Regions from separate parts of the Mus musculus genome. Here region 1 is linked to region 2. Evidence: chromatin contacts called from public Hi-C data. All regions are on one chromosome and are shown on one strand. The core of a region is the stretch at or near the end of the contact, and the rest is flanking DNA. Distances in the headings are between cores, read along the strand shown.

The links. Hi-C and Micro-C count contacts between places; a contact is called where the count stands out from the background.
Region 1: a Hi-C map of uterus shows a contact between it and region 2, with 4 times the contacts expected there. The contact joins two enhancer-like sites. A contact is called at or near these places in 9 of 484 Hi-C or Micro-C datasets (the G1E-ER4 cell line, bone marrow-derived macrophages, embryonic stem cells and 2 more), 2 of 115 datasets of contacts at active chromatin or transcription factors (acute myeloid leukemia and embryonic stem cells) and 2 of 9 other capture datasets (embryonic stem cells and embryonic tail).

The regions. Positions count from the first base shown.
Region 1 is chr13:45,441,019-45,445,785 of GRCm38.p6, reverse strand. No RefSeq gene overlaps it. Among named protein-coding and RNA genes, the nearest start is that of Mylip, 54 kb to the right of the region's middle. Within about 2 kb of position 2,440, at least 144 of the 459 cell types and tissues checked have an H3K27ac peak or open chromatin away from gene starts, as enhancers often do. A contact at or near this core is called in the G1E-ER4 cell line and uterus, where this site is marked.
Region 2 is chr13:45,236,932-45,241,271 of GRCm38.p6, reverse strand. No RefSeq gene overlaps it. Among named protein-coding and RNA genes, the nearest start is that of Gm34466, 29 kb to the left of the region's middle. Within about 2 kb of position 1,886, at least 38 of the 459 cell types and tissues checked have an H3K27ac peak or open chromatin away from gene starts, as enhancers often do. A contact at or near this core is called in the G1E-ER4 cell line and uterus, where this site is marked.

The DNA.
Region 1 (4,767 bases), core at 1,191-3,690, 200 kb before region 2:
CCTCCCAAGTCTTGGAACTGTATTCAGGTATTACCACACTTGTGGAATATACTTTTAAAAGGCTATTTCTGCTTCTTATTTCCAACCATCCAAAAAGAGACAAAGAAGAAAAAGAAAAGCATAAACATTTTAAGTTTGATTAAGGACTCATTTTATTAAATCTAAACCTCACTAGGTGTACTGGTATATGCCTTTAATTGGATCTCTATGATGTAGTTAACCTGGTGGGCATAGTGAGCTTCAGGTTAGCCAGGGATACATAGTGAGAACCCTGTCTCAACAAAACAAAACAACCCCAAAAGAAAACCCCAACCCAAACCTCTATACATTGTAGCCCTGGGAACTCATATTCACATAATCATTTAGGTAGATTCTATGCCACGCTTCTCTCAATGAAACACACACCATCTGGATCCCACCTCAGTAATGAAGAGTGACTGTAGAAAGGATAGCCATCTTGACTGGAATTTTCTTAAGGCCACTGAGCTGAGGATGTAGCTGAGTGGTAGAGTGTTTTCCTACCATATACAAGGTCCAGGGTTTGATGCTCAGCCCTTGACAAGGGGAGAGATCGATTTCTACCAGGTCAGTGGGTCCGCTGAGGCCAGCTCTCCTCTTTTCCCTCTTCCAACTTCCTCCATAGCTTTCAGAGGTTCCCTCTTTTCTTTTTCTCCTTTTGAAACAACAATGGTGTTGGGAACTGAACCCGGAGCCAGTGCCTGCTAGTTAAGCACTTTACCACAGGGCGATGCCCACTCTCCTCTAACCTGTGTCTTTCGAGGTTTATACTGACTTCTGTTATTCTCCTAATCCGCCCTTCCAACTGTCAAGTGCTCACTGACGCACGTGACTCCCATGCATCCTGTGGACGGGCGTGTGGCAACCTCTGACTTTCCTGGGACACCATCCTGTCCTGTTATCCCCGGTGTTACTGAAGCAGAGTTCACTATAAGCACACAATGTGAACTTCCCCTTCCCCTTTGATTAACATCAACACAACGCCTCAGACTTACTTGTCTGCTGCTTTCAGCTCTCATTCCTAAAACATACTAATTCTTTCCACTGGCAACTCTGGTTGTTTTCATCTAAGGCAGTGTGAATGGCTTCCCTGTAAGTGGAAGAAGGAGCCCCAGCTCCATCTGAGTACCCCGGGCCCTAGGGCAGTTAATTACAGGCAGAGCGTCTCGGTGAACGTCATTGTCCTTGAGTTTCAAAGGACTACACTGGACATAAGGCAATTTTCTTGCATTGGAAACATGAAATGCTCTCAGATCCTTGGAGCCGGTGCTGCCTCTAGTATCACTTTTAAAAGGAGAGACCTAACCACAGAAGACTATAGGCTATAGACACAACTGTGGGCGATGCTGGCATAAAGCGCTCGCTTTAGTTACAGAAAGGAAAGCTGCTTGCAGGCAGTTCCCTGAGGAATCAAATCACTCCATAGGGAAGACCAACACTGAGGATCTCCCTGTGAAGTTTGCTCACTAACCTCAGATGACACTGGATGCTACCCCAGCCGGTTGGTTATATCACACACAGCACCCACAAGGGCATTTGTTCCCTTCTCTGCTCCTGTCATAAACACTCATATTTGCTTGTGAAAGACAGCTTGCCATTTGGAGGCCAAACCATGGGTTGTCACTAATGAGCTGGCCCTCTGATCATCATTTGCCTAGAAGGTAAGGATTGGCAAGATACAGAAAATAGCTCTGTCCATGACCACAGGCATGTGAGGCAGAAAGAGGTCATCCCAAAACTCCCCACAGAAGGTCCATGGGGTGTGGGGGGGGACTCTTGGTACCCCTCACCCCCCACCCCCACCCCCCCACCCCACCCCCCGGCTAAGAACTAACCCTCTTCCCAAGCTCCGCAAGTCAAAGGTCATCAGAGTCTTGGGTCAGTCTGAGATGGCTTTGGACACACAGGAAGGGCACGGAAAACTAAGAGCTCTTCAGAAACAAAGTAGACAGAAGCCCGAATGAGACGCAAAATCTCAATCATAGATGACAGTTCTCCTAAAATAGCTCGTGGGAGAAAACTACAGTTTACCACTCCTTTTCCCCTCCTCCGCAGTGTCTCAGATGGGGAGGTTTTTAAGATGCATTTTCTAAATATTGGGGGAGGGGGGGGAATGGCCTCCCGTGGATATAAAATCATGAGGGAACATTAAATCTCCATGTTGTATCTCACTTCTGTCTTGTCTAAATGCATCAAAGAACAAGCTAAGAGTCTAGATTCTAGGACATAGAGAATGGTAAACGGTTTTATAGTTTGGATCTTAACTGCCTCACAAAGACCATGGGTGTCTTGAGGAGGCATCAGGGGGTGTTGGAACCTTTAGGAGGTGGGGCCCAGTGCCGGGAAGTTGGGTCCCTGGCACACCCTTAAAAGTGATAAATTAGAAGCCCAGATGTTTCCTGTGTCTCTGCACCCCTGGCTACTGGAGCTTGCAGCCCCTTGTTTTCACACACTCTGCTGTGGTTCACTGTCTGACCACAGGCCCAGGACCTGTGAAGTCAGCATTCACAACAAAAGGTCCCTCGTTTAAGCTGCTTTCTCCAGTTGTTCCCTCATGGCGGCAGAAAGCCCACCAACATGATCGGATTGCCATCCGTTCTACAGCCAGGAAATGCCCGACATACTCATTCCTGCTTGTTTCATGAGCCCCTCCTCCTTGGGAAGCCACATGGGGGCTTGACAGCCTCTCCCTGTGGAGCAGCCCTTGGCCCATAGAGCTTTAAGATGTAGCTGCTGAGTCAAGCTTAGCCATTGTAGCTCAGGAGGGATGATTTTGGGACAGGCCATCTTTCTGGCTCGTTGGCCCATTCCTTGATGGAATTTCCCACTTTTCTGAGGACTATCCACTCCTCTCAAGGATTTCCTATTATGCTAGTTAGTTTGTAATGGAAAAAAAAAAACCAAAAAACAAACAAACAAACCATAAAATGCCTGGTAGTTTATTTTTTTCTCATTTTTGTAGTTCAGCTCAATAACCTCGAGGTGGCAGTAGAGACTCCAACCAATTTTCTTGACTGGATCCAACCGCCTGTACATTGCTTCATAGGATCTTACAGCATTAGGTGACAGGTCAGTTGAGAAGGACTTAGCAGAAGGACTTAGCACAAGTGAGGCGACCTCAGTCAGGACTGTTTGGCTAGAATCTCTGGGAGGGCAGAGCAACCCTCTCCACTCCACCCTTCTGTGAGGTGTGTGTTTCCAGCTTTAACCTTCCCCCTCCCCCATTTTGCAGTCGGGAGTGGTTTGTGCAAACAAGGAACTCTTGTGAGCCAAGCATGAAGTTAGAAGCAAGGCTTGGGATAGGGGTTATTCTAGTTCAGATGTCACTCAAAGCCCTTGGGCAATGCATTTCAAGCCAAATACAAGCATCTTGACTTTTAATTGATTTACACTAAAATACATATCTAAGCTCCAGTTTTAAATGGAAAAGTGTTTGGTTAATAACTTCCATTAACCCAACATCGTTTTAATGACTAGAGGTAAGGAGCGAGATTGGATTTCCTAAACAACACAGCCAATACCCACAACAAAACAAATGTAAGTGGAAAAGCACGCTGGGAACGAACAGCTTGCTCCCGCAAATCAAGTTTTCCAAAAGCCAGGTGGTAGGAGGGCTTTCGTAACATGCGTGTTCCTATTCTTAAATTTTAATTTGAAGAAAAAATAGACAGAAGAAAAGTAGTAATGTTGCCCATTGCTGGGACAAATTCCTAGCAAAGAAAGGAAAAGGCGCCATGGTGAGTCACGACCCTTCACTGTGGGTCTGGCTGAAGTGTACCTGTTACAAGGACTTTTCTGGGGAATACACATCTCATTTCAGACAGGGCACAGAGGACGGATCACAGCAACGGTTCTTCCTACAACAAACCAAAGGGAAAAAAAATGTCACCCAGGTCCAATTTGGTGAATCAAATGAATTGATGGAACTTATGGGGGCACAGACTGGGAGCTACCTACAGGATCAGAGGTGACTCATAAACATCTGCATCCCTGAAAAGGGCCACCCCATCATGCCTAATGACTCCTAGAAGCTATATCATAGAGTCCAGGCCTTCGGTGAACCGCAATGCTATACATTTTCTGGTACCTTCCAACATAACTGTTCAGCTGAGGCAGAATTACATACAGCTGGGAGGTGACCGCAATGAGGCGTGATTGGCTAGAATCTCTGGGAAGGCGGACCAACCCTCCCCACCCCACCCCACCCCTCTGTGAGGAAAACACCAACAGGCTGGATCACCAATGGCTGTTAATGCTCAGAAGACAACATACTGCAGCAAAACTCTACAGTGCTGGCTACTGGGCCTCGCCTGTCACATTAGTATGTGTCTCAGCACTGTGACAAAACAATTGATAAAAACAACTTGAAGGAAGGCAGTGTTTACTGTTGGCTCGAAGCTTGAGGGTTGGCCACATCTCGGTGGTGACCTGAGAGGAGATCAGACATGTCATACCATGACCAGGTAGGGGAGAGAGATAAATACTGTGGTCCACACAACTTTCTCCCTTTAATTCAGCCAGGAATCCTAACCTGTGAATCTCGCCCACCCACCTTTAGGGAGGGATTTCCTTCTTCAGGGAACAGTTCTTTCCGGAGACATCTCTATAGACACACCCAGGAGCGTGTTTCCATGGTGATTCTAAACTCCCATAAAGTTGAGAAGATTATCACACCAGCCTTTCTTGTTTGCGGCTCAATAAGATCACAGCAACATATATTCGTTTTAAAAATAAAGCAAACAAAAACCC
Region 2 (4,340 bases), core at 637-3,136:
AATTCTAACAGATTGCACAGAGAGGGCAGCCAAGGTAGAGGCAGACCTTTAAAAAGTGGGTTCCAACCCCTTGGAGGAGAATTCTCCAAGGCACAGAGAACAGCTGGCCAGTTGGTAAATAATATTAAGCAAATTGAAAGTGTCGGGGTTATATATAAATATAAAGATTTCTACGGAGAAAAAAATAATTGAATTTAATTATTGTCTACCTAACTGCAAAAAACAGTTATTTAAAGAACAGCAGCAGGTCAGTGAGGTCACTTATGTCTGTAGTCCCAGCACCCTAGAGGCTGAGGCAAGAGAATCTTAAGTTTGAAGTCATCCTAGACTAAATAGTGAGACTCTGCCTCAAGGAAGAAAGAAGGAATATATATTATATTATATTATATACATATATCCAATGAGCATATGTAATTACAAAGTGATGATGTCAAGTATATTTAATTCTATCTATGCACCTCTTATGTTATGCTGTGTTTTGTTTTCTTACTCTGGACTTAGGTTGTCAATATGGACAGTGAAGTCTAAGCCATGGCTTCCTTAGGAGGCCACTTGGCCTCTTTGAGTGTCTCAAATTCTCACACAGAGCAAAGAGGTTTTGGGATGGCTGAAGTCAAGTCGTGTTTAAGCTGAACAAGAGGAAAGTGGTGTCCACCGGGTGGCTTAGACCAGGACCACTGGGTTAGCTCTTTAGCCTACCTCTTAACAGCTCTGAGCTCTCCGGCAAATCATTATTAGCCTGCTGCTCAGTCTCCTATAGAGAACAGGAAAAAACAACTGCATCCACTCTGTTGGGTTGTTGAGATAGTTAAATGAGTGTTTCACCGGGTTTCCAGTTAGGTTTGGTACCTGCTGTGACACACTGGTGTTAATGATTAGTCACGCTTTCAGAATGATGTGAGAAAAGAGAAAAATCACAAAAAGCCTTGAAAACCATTTTTTTAAAACAGAGAAAATGGAAATCAGTTTTTCTTTTTTAAAGAAGATTTTCTTTTAAAATCATAAGTGTAAGTTCGCGTGTTTGTGCATGTGATTGCAATACCTATGGGGGCCAGAAGAGGGAATCCGATCTCTTGGAACCGGAATTAGCGGCTGTTGCAGACTGCCCTAACATAGCCGCTGAGACCTCACCTCAGTCCTCTGTAAAAACCATTGCTCCACCTCCAAAATCAGCTTTTAGATACCAGGACCTGACAAAAACTGAATTCCCGCAGAAAACTCCTGTAATGCAATATTTTCAGAACAGATTCTGGCTCATACGCCCATCTGGCTTCTCCACTTGTCCCCTCAGATCAACTAAACTAGTCTCTGGTATAAAGAAAACTGGTATAAAAAAAAAGAAAAATCACTAAGAATTAGCTGTTGTGGTGGTAGCAATGGCTACCCTTAATCTTGATAAGACAGTAAAGAAAAAAGAAAAACAACAAAGAATCAAAGAATTATTTGTAGAAATAAGTAAAACAGAAACCACATTTAATTCTGGGCAGAAGGAACTGGGGTGATCACCTTTTCCTTCCCCGACCTTGGCTCAGATGGACCCTGCGTCCTGATAAGAGTGATGGGTAGCAGCTTTCTCCCTGACTGAGTGCAACCTGCCCAGGAACTGTGGTTTTTCAAACTCCTGACAATTAACTATAGCCATAGTCAGTGAACCAGACAGTGGACCGGGCTCTGTCTTAACCACCTATCAAACTATATGAATAGAGAATAATAAAACCTGAAAGGTGTAGAGACTTGCTCCTGTGCCTTCAGTCCACCATATACAAGACCTGGAAGCAGATGTCCCCACAAGCCAACTGTGCCACGCCCCACCCCCCGTCCCTGCCCCCAGCGGCACAGACTCAACCTCAATGTTACACAAGCAGACACTTGACTTAGTGCCAGGCACCGTGTAGGCAGCTCCTTAAGCTGAGTAATGAGACCGGGTTTATTGGGAGCCTTTAATTACCAGTCTAATGTACAAACACATTTCTCTCAGGAGACGCTCACACAAAGCGCAGGCTTTGTTCAGAGAGGAAAGCAAGCTGCCGCTGCTTCCTGGCAGAGAAGACGTAGATCCAGGGTGATAGTTCTATAGACTGGTGAAACTCAGCCTGCTCCTGCCTGAGTTCACTCCCATTCTTGCTCTCACCCAAGAAGTCATAACTGAGTCGCTGACTGTCTGCAGGGTGGCTGTTGCCTCATTTCACCTTTATCTGCCCGGATGATGGAAGTAATTGAACACTCGGCAAGATACCGGGAGATTTACAGAGCAAGATTGGCCTATGAGATGGCTCAGAGGATAACGGTGCCTGTCACCAACCCTGTCGTCCTCATTCAATCCCTGGGACCCACACGGTGAGAACAGTCTCCTCCAAGTTGTCCTCTGACCTAAATTTGTGCATAGGTGCATATACATGCACCCACACACATGTACATGCACCCACACACATGTACACACACACACATGAATTAAAAAAAGTTATAAGAATAAAAATATGTACAAAGCAAAAAGAGTAAGGATTCATCACATTGGGGGTCCATGAGTTTAACACGGAAAGTGGAAATAGACCAATCAACAGAGCACAGCTCTGTCCACCTTGACATCAGTGAGGAGGGGCAGAATTGTCATACTAGAAGTGGTTAACATGGACCAGATACCATTTGCAGACCCTGAGTTAGCCTTCCTCCTGATGTGTCCTTTAAAGACATTTAAAGAGCCACTGGATGGGAGCCGTTTATCATCTCTCTCCTCCAACAATGACTTCCCTACCTTACTTGGTGAGCGCAGCAGCTGGACTCTAACCCTCAGGCAGGTTTCACCCCGAGGCCATGCTGTTTATAGCTTCTTGATATTTACACAGCGGTTCTCTGACAAACTTTGCCTGGGCGGGTTGAGTGGACAAGATGTCAGAACATGGTCCATGAAAGAACCTGTGTGAGGAGATTGCTGAGACCCTGTGAGAAAAGTAGCCAAGATGAGAGTCTTGTAAACTGAGTCGTCCACGACACAGCTTGTTCTTAGAATGTGCTAGTGTGCTTCCCAGGTGTAGAAAATAGGAGTAAGTTCACTTCAGATTATTCAATACAGCTGGCTATTGTTATTTGTTTATATGCCTGCTGGGAACCCATGTCCCTGTGATTGTATACTTTCTTCAGGTTACTCTTCTTAACCTGAGGAGTATAAATTGTCTGATGCTCTGAATAAAGTTGGCAAGTGAGCGAGATGTTAGCTCACCTTAGTTTTAGGCCCCCTTTCCCAGGTTCCTGCTACCAACTAGATCAGTAAACACAGGGCATTAATACAATCTGGTAAGGATATGATATTATAAACAGCAAAAGATCTATGACCCAGAAATATACCCCTTCTTCTCACTGTGATCCTGGGCTGTATCTCTAATGGGAGGAGACATTCTTAAGAGATGCAGTTCCCAGCCCTTCCGCCATCACGGGGTCGCTCACCTTTTCATTTGCATGCACTGGGCTCCCTCACAGGGGTGTCTGGTCTACCTTGTGAGTGATGCAAGACCCAAGAGGGAACACCGCTGGACATTCATGTCCATGAACCCATGCCTCAGTTTCTCCATGACCCAAAGACATTAGGACGCAGAAATGGTAAAGGAACATGGATTTGTTTACACTTCGGCCAAGCCAGAAGACAGAAGTTGAATTACGCGTCTATGATGCCAGTGGCCATCTGATAATTGGAAGAACGTCACGAGGAAACATGAGCATTCCTGCAGGTTTAGCTATGAGCTGGCTTAGCGGAGTTAACTTACATGCAGGACAGAAGCTGATGTCCAAAGGAAAAAGATTCAGAAGCCCTGATTCCAAATATTTTACTCAGTAAGCCCATGAACTAAGAACTCTGCCGGAATGAATAAGGATCTCACTTAAAAAAAAAAAAAAAAAAAAAAAAAAAAAGGTTCTTTTGTTTTTCAAAAATGGAAGACATTAGAGGCCCTCTTGTCTTCCTCAACCCAGAATTGAATTAAAAAAATGTACTGGAGAACTGAGGCAACTTGGAGCCCGAAGTCACCTTCCTCCAGGAAAAGACCTGCTAAAGCCTAGGTGGCTCAGGGGAGTTGTGAGTGGGGCCTAAGACAAAACAAAAACTTAAAACATGATGAGGGTTTTTGTTTTTTTCCAAATAATTCTTTGATGCTTGATCATCTCTTGAACAAAAAAAAAAAATGTGTAGATGATGTCTTTTGCAACATCAAAAAAGGTATAGCGTGCCTATTCACAACCAACTATGTGAATTCTAACCCTGTTGTGTATATATATATATATATATATATATATATCATAAGATGGCCACAGGAACAGAGGGCATGAGGTGGGAATTGGACTTCCTTATT